Linked DNA regions of Sus scrofa: region 2 is linked to region 1. Evidence: chromatin contacts called from public Hi-C data. All regions are on one chromosome and are shown on one strand. The core of a region is the stretch at or near the end of the contact, and the rest is flanking DNA. Distances in the headings are between cores, read along the strand shown. Region 1 holds the start of ZHX2 (zinc fingers and homeoboxes protein 2). Region 2 has its middle 43 kb from the start of ZHX2.

The links. A called contact is a pair of places that touch in the nucleus more often than the background predicts.
Region 2: a contact with region 1 is called in a Hi-C map of skeletal muscle, with 9 times the contacts expected there. The contact joins the enhancer-like site here to the promoter of ZHX2 in region 1. A contact is called at or near these places in 1 of 5 promoter capture datasets (liver), 11 of 47 Hi-C or Micro-C datasets (alveolar macrophages, embryonic fibroblasts, epiblast stem cells and 4 more) and 1 of 2 datasets of contacts at active chromatin or transcription factors (skeletal muscle).

Annotation. Positions count from the first base shown.
Region 1 is chr4:16,552,207-16,555,499 of Sscrofa11.1, reverse strand. ZHX2 (zinc fingers and homeoboxes protein 2) reads left to right here and starts at 1,641. Exons shown (of 5, transcript XM_021088974.1): 1 at 1,641-2,791.
Region 2 is chr4:16,595,338-16,598,744 of Sscrofa11.1, reverse strand. No RefSeq gene overlaps it. Among named protein-coding and RNA genes, the nearest start is that of ZHX2, 43 kb to the right of the region's middle. Within about 2 kb of position 2,089, at least 25 of the 83 cell types and tissues checked have an H3K27ac peak or open chromatin away from gene starts, as enhancers often do. A contact at or near this core is called in alveolar macrophages, fetal liver, liver and 1 more, where this site is marked.

The sequences.
Region 1 (3,293 bases), core at 392-2,891:
CCCTGCTGTCTGCTTATATAGGGAAGGTCCGGCCCATGCTAAACTCTGAACAATTTAAAGACACTGCAGCACATCAGATGCCCCCACAGTGTCCAAGAGATACAAGTGGCCTGAAGACATGAAAGCTCAATGGACGGTCCAGAGGGTCTACCCGGTGTGGCTCATGCCTGACCCTTCCATCCTATTATCCGCTCGCCCAACCAAAAGAAGACGGTAGTGAGGGGGGGACAGAGGAAACATGGCTTATAGAAATCCCTTCTAAGTGGATGACCAGCAAAAGGAGGTGCAGCCTCAGAACAGATACAACTTTCTTAAGGTTTCAGTAACTTCCATGGAAACAGGGAACTGTAGTTATGGGGGGGGGGCGTAGGGAAGCAGTGGAATGACCTGGAAGAGTCAAGAGTAAGCAATATAAAAATATTATAGTTGGTGGGATTGTTTTCTTTTTCTTTCTCTCTTCATGCACATCCTTGAGGGAAGAGGAAAAAAACTCAGCATCCCTAAATTCTGATATTGACAGCAAGCACATTAGGATGTTAGACAGTAGATATGGAATGAGTTTGAGAAAGATGCGATAGCATCTGGATCATAGTCACCCAGGAAGTTCTTAATAAATCCTTTAAGAACCTGGGCAGTTTGCCTCTCAGATCTGAGAGCATTAGGAAAAGAGACCTCCTTCAAAGCCAGTACCTGGTTTCCTGCACCGTTAACAAACAACCCTGCATCAGCAATAACGGAACAAACAGGTGCAAGCCAGTAGAAAGTTTTGCATATGAGCTATTTTTATTTTTATTGTAAAAATTTCTGGGAACCCAAAGAACAGGTTCTGGTGGAGAAATTGGAGCCCTAAAGGGAGACCCTGAGAAAGCCTTTCAGCTGCTTTCTTCTCCTCAGCCTCAGAAACGAAAATGCCAAAAGGTCAACCAATGCGTTGACCACGCAGTCAGCCCGGGAGCCAGCCATTTTCACCCCGTCTCCGTCCTCGCCTCCAGCCACTCCGCCGCACACGGCCACCTGTTGCTGTCCTAGCGCCCAGAGCCGAGTCGCAAGCCGCCGCTAGAGTTCGTTCTAATTCCCCCCAAGCTAAGGCTGGCCGGGAAGCCCCGACGCTCCGCGCCTGCTAATCCTCAGCGCGGGCGGGGACTCCGCGGAGCCTCCCAGCCCCAGGCTCCCTTTGTCTTCTTGCTGCTCTCAAAATGTCAAAAGTAGACCCCAGACAGCATCCCCTTGGCCCCCGCTCGCCCAGTGCGCGCTCGCACTCAGCACACACTTGGGAGATGCTGACGCGTCGAGATGCCCACCGAGGAGAAACTGGTCCACCTGGCAGGGACAGGCGGCGCAGACAGGTTCTGTGAAATGCCAAAGCGTCCCCTGAATCCCAAATCCCTTGGAGCCCTTAGCTGAACACTGCAGCTGAAGCGCCGCGCCCAAAACGCGAGTTCACGGTTCCCGAGGCCGCGGGCGGAGGGCAGCGAGATTCTGACCTGCCTTTGCTCTAAGCCGCCCGAGGGGATCCAGGGGGCGGCGGCGGTTAGGGATGCCCTCCCGCCGGGAAGGCCAGAGTCCCAGTTTCGAAAGTGACCCGCCTCGCTTCCGAGGGACTTCCCTGCCAGCGCCGCAGGGGTGTGCATTTCTCCGAAGTCTGAGAATCCCAGCGAGCGCTGGCCCGACAAGAGTTTAAGTCAGCTCCCAGGGCGTCTGTTTGTTTATTGGCTCTTAGGAAAAAAAGTTTGAGGATGTTTAACCAACCTCAGACCTGGCGCAAGCGGAAATCTCAGAATCTCTTCAGCAAAAGTCATCTAATTTCGAGTCGTTATATAAGTGGGGGCTCTTCCTTACCCTCCCTACTCCGAGCCCTCTTATTACTACTCCAGGAGTTAAATGTGTCTCGCTTTAAAAAAGAAAAAAAAAATTTTTTTAAGTTGTTATTATTTCCCTGAGTCCTAGGGCGGGAGAAAGCGCAGGCAGCGCCCTGGGCTTGCGGCGGCCCCACCCGCGCGCTGCCGTTTGCTCTGCAGGAGGGACGCGGGGTCCCGGGTGCCGCCCGCTCAGCGAGCAGCCGCGCCCAGCGGTCCCTCCGTCGGCCACTCCACGTGGTTAGGATCAACAGTTTGTCGAGCTCATCAGTGACACCTTGAACTTTTCATAAAGAAAATGGGTATTGCACCAGGAGGGTTTGGCCGCGGCCGCCGCGCCGGGTCGTGCTTAATATTCAATGATCTCGCTCGCGCCTCCCCCTCCTCCCCTCGCAGAAATTCCACCGAGTCCGTTACTGGGCTCAGACTTTTAAGTTAATTTACTGCCCACCCCCCAACCTTGGCTAGTAACCAGCGCCTTTAGGGTTGGCCTCCCCCCCAGCTCTCGCCTGAAAATGACATTTCGCCGGCGTCTCCGGAGGGGGCTGAATTTCACTTTGTAACTTTCTGCGGAACCCGAGCCCGGGTGGCAGCTCGGGTGGTGGTATCGTATGCAAATACGCATGCTGACGTTACAGATCATGTGGGTTTTGGCGTAGATTCCCCACTGATCGAGACATTTTTTTCCCCTTTTTTTTTCCTTCTTTTTTTTTTTTTTCTTTTAAAAATTTTGGCCACTGTTCTCCGTACGGGGGCTTCTTCTGTCTGTCTGTCTGGCAGGCTGGCTTTCCCCCTCTTTCCCACGGAGCCCGAGCCGGGCGCCCGGTGAGGAGTGGGGAGTGGGTGGGGGGAGCCAGCAGAGTTCCATTTTGGAACGCCCGTGCCGCGTCTCCACGTTCCCAGCCCGGGTCCCCGCGTTCCCAGCCCCGGCGCAGGTAAGAAACTTCGCCCCGGCGCGGAGCACCCCCCGCCCGGCGCGGCCGGCCCCGAGCCCCGCACGCCGGGCACCGGCCACTCCAGCCCAACTTTCCCACCGCCGCCGCCGCCGCCGCGGCTCCCGAAAATGTGTTGTTAATGGGACTTGGCCGGGTTTGTGATTGGAAGGGGGGCGCGGAAGGGGGGGTGGGGTGCAGGCTCTTTTTTGCGGGTGGGAGGAAATCAGAGGATCCAGAGGCGGGGGGAGATTTTTTTTTAAAGAGTTTTGATTACAAGTTTGGATAAATGGGAGGCAGACCGAGGAGGAGGAGGAGGAGGAAAAACATGTCTACGTTTCCCTATGTCGACATAAGCCACAAAAAAATATGGCGTCCGCTTTCGACAGGGCGTTACGTAGACCCGACTCTGTTTTTATTTATTTATTTCGTGGCCGGCTCCCTCCCTTCTTGGCCAAACTGCGGCGCTTTGTGCGAACGGGGCCGGTCCCACGGGGACTCCACC
Region 2 (3,407 bases), core at 840-3,339, 43 kb before region 1:
GAAAGTGGTTTCTGCATTCAGCCCTCACCCTCTGCACCGAAACCCATCTTCCCCAGGTTCTTTCTTCCACCTGTTGGGGTGGCAGCCGTGTGGCAAGCAGTCCAGGGCGTGGGCTTTATAGCAGGACCTGGGTTGGAATCCTGAAGCTGCTGCTTCTGGCTGTGTGACTCAGCACATTGTCCATGCCTCAGTGGCCCCATCCAGAAATGGGAGGAACACACAGCGCTTACCCATGAATTGTGAGGATTGTGTTAACCTAGATGAAGGGCTCAGAACAGCCCCTTCCCCCCATCCCTAACCACTCCAACTTCCTCCTCCTACAGGTATACCAGCCTACTTTTCAAAAACATAGGCTCTTTCCTGCCCAAGAGTCTTTGGGAGCCTTTGAACATTTTGTTCTTCCCACCTGGGTCCCACTCCACCTGAACCCGTTCCCCATACGGACCCAGTGATATAGCACTAAAATGGCCCGGTCCCCACCCCTCCCCCTCTCTCTATCGACACTCACCATTTGCTCTGATTTCACTGCACCCCGCCCCCCATCAGGAGTCTATACACCCTGTCCCTTGATTCTGGGCTAGAGATGGACCTGCTTTGGCCAATGGAGTTTTAGTACAAGTGACATTGTACCAGTTTTGAGCCTGGGTCTCAAGAGAGTTTGGATATTTCTCCTCTCTCTCTCTCTCAGACCCCTCCCAGGCACAAGCTCAGACCAGCCTGCTGGATGCTGAGACACACATGGACCAGTCTCCATCATCATCCCAGCCCACAACCAACCAATCCCTCAAAACAGAGCCCCCAAGCTGACCAGCATGTGACCACAGATGCAGGATGCTCTCCCGGGACCCGCTGAGACCAGAAGAACCACCCAGCAGAACCCAGCCCAAATTGCCAACTCAGCACATTTAAAAGCAAAGTAAGGGATCCCTCACGACATCCGAGTATTAATATCCACATGTCTGTGTGGAGGATTGATAGTATTTGTGCAGAGTTTTGCCAGCCATTCATGCAAAGAATTTTTTGATCAAACGATAAAGACAAATTTGGAATTCTTACTTTGTCTATTAATGTGTAGTTCAATCAACTATCTTCAAATTCATAGTAATAGGAGGGATATTATAATTTAAAAGTAAAAATAAAGGAAGTACTTAGACCTAAAAACCAAACAAAACTAAGTAATTGTTGGCTCAAGCCACTAAATCGAGGAGTGATTTGCCACACTGAAAAAAAAAAATAACTGGCACATACCCTCTCTAAGCTTCAGATTCCTCAATGATATGATGGAAATAATAAAAATAGGAATAATAAAAGCCGATTTCCTAAAATAAGTGTGAAGACTACATGAGATACTACTCCTAAAACACTGTGCTGCATTATTTCATAATTGTTAACTACATACCTGGTGATGATACTGGAGTTTTCACTTTGCCTCTCATCTGTAAATGCAGGAATAATGATATCTAATGAACAGGATTGTTGTGAAGAATTGAGAACATGTGTGTAATGTGCTTAGCACCGCTGCCGGCACAGAGCATCAATAAATGGCTATTACTGATGTGTTTTGTTCAATATTATCTCTGAGGATTCGCTTACAATCCACCACCATCATCACCTATCCTAACCCCTAAGCTTCAGTTTTCCTCCCCTTGATGATTAGACCTCAGTTCCCAGCCCTCAGCCTCACACTGGCGGACCCCCACAACCAGCACAGCCCCCATAGTAGGTGGAGGAGGCATCAGAACCCAGGTCAGGAAGGAGGTCACATTTCCTTCCTGGACTCCTTGAAGGTCAGCGCCCCCTGCGGACCTTCGCCACCAGGGGGCAGCCTCACCCTCCTGCCACGCAGAAAGCAGGACCGCCCTGTGGTTTCTCTTCTGTTTTTTGATCCCACCACCCACCCTGTCTGAGGGCCTAGGATTCGGGAAGCCCAAATGGGTCCTGTGGTGTGTGAGCCACACCCACACTGTGATCGATCACGGGTCCACACTCCACGATCCCTCCCAACTGGGGAGAGACCCCTCCCCCAACCAGCTTGCAGAGACACTGGTGGCGACGCTTCCCCAGCTCCGGGCAACCTCTCAACCTACGTGAGTGGTTTCATAATTCATGCCTGCCCATCAGTGGACAGATTTAGCCTGCTGCCTGCTGAGTCTGGAAATACTGAATATTAAAATATCCCAGACGCTCGCCCTTCTGACGCCCTCGCCTCTCAGATTCACAAGCAGTTGGTTGCACAAACAATGCCAGGGACACACACCAGGTTGTCAGTTGAGTAGATTTTGAGCGCTCCCACGTGTAACTTTCATGGAAACAGGGGAAGGCATATTCAGGACCACGGATTTGGGTGCATGACCTTGGACAAGTCCTGGTCCTCCTCTTCAGAGCCAGTGTATTTTCTCCTGCAGCACCTCACTGCAGAAGCTCTCCTGGGCCTTTTTGTAACACTATTGGCAAACCAGGGAAGCCAGAATCCTATTTGAAGGGTATCACTGAGCAATGTAAAGCAAAAGATCTGAAGAAACATTCTCCACCCACCTAGAACAGTCATAGAGAGTCTCCCAGGAATTAAAACTGACCAATATTTGAGGGTGCAGGAAGCAAAGAGAATATTTTATATTTGGTAAAGACAGGGGTGTGTGTGTGTGTGTGTGTGTGTGTGTGTGTGTGTGTGTGTGTCTCACACCCCCTTCCCAAAAGTCTAGCTGACTTGCCTCATGCACATCAAAGACTACCAAGTATTTCCAACCTTTGATGTTGAAATTTTAAAACTTCTACTAAAAGAATTTCTAGGCTGATACACACACCTCTGCTATTATCCAGTAATGACCAGTGGCAAAAGTGGGTTTGGGATTCCAGGGAAGGAGGCTGGGAATAGAGAAAGAGATTTCTCCTTCTGTCCTGACAGTTTCATTCTTTCCTCCACTAGGAATCTGGGGAGTCCCTACAGCAGGCTCCCAGCACCGAGCAGAATAGGAAGGAGCTGAAGTTGCCTCCCAGTGTGCGTGATCTACTGAAGGAGGCAAGAAAGATGGGGGATGACGTCCAGGCGACCAAAAAAGCCTATGCTTAGATAACTTGGCATCACAACCTTAGCAGGCAACAGCAGAGGGTCTGAAATTCCTTTGCAACACATTCGGGGAAAAGGCAGCCCAGGCTGGAGTGTGTTGTACAAGGAAGAGCCAGGCCAGCAGACCTGGATTCAAGTTCTGGCTGTGCCATTCACAATGGGGACCTCGGATGATGTATGGATTCCCTCTGGAGCCTCAGTTTCTTCATCTGTGAGATGGGAGTAACCACAACCACTTCAGAGGCTTGCCCTGAGGATTCATCAGGCTTCCTTTTAGGGACGGTCCCCACCAGTGCTTTGTTTGGAAGTGTATCTGGGACTTACGAGACTCTCGGCTTGA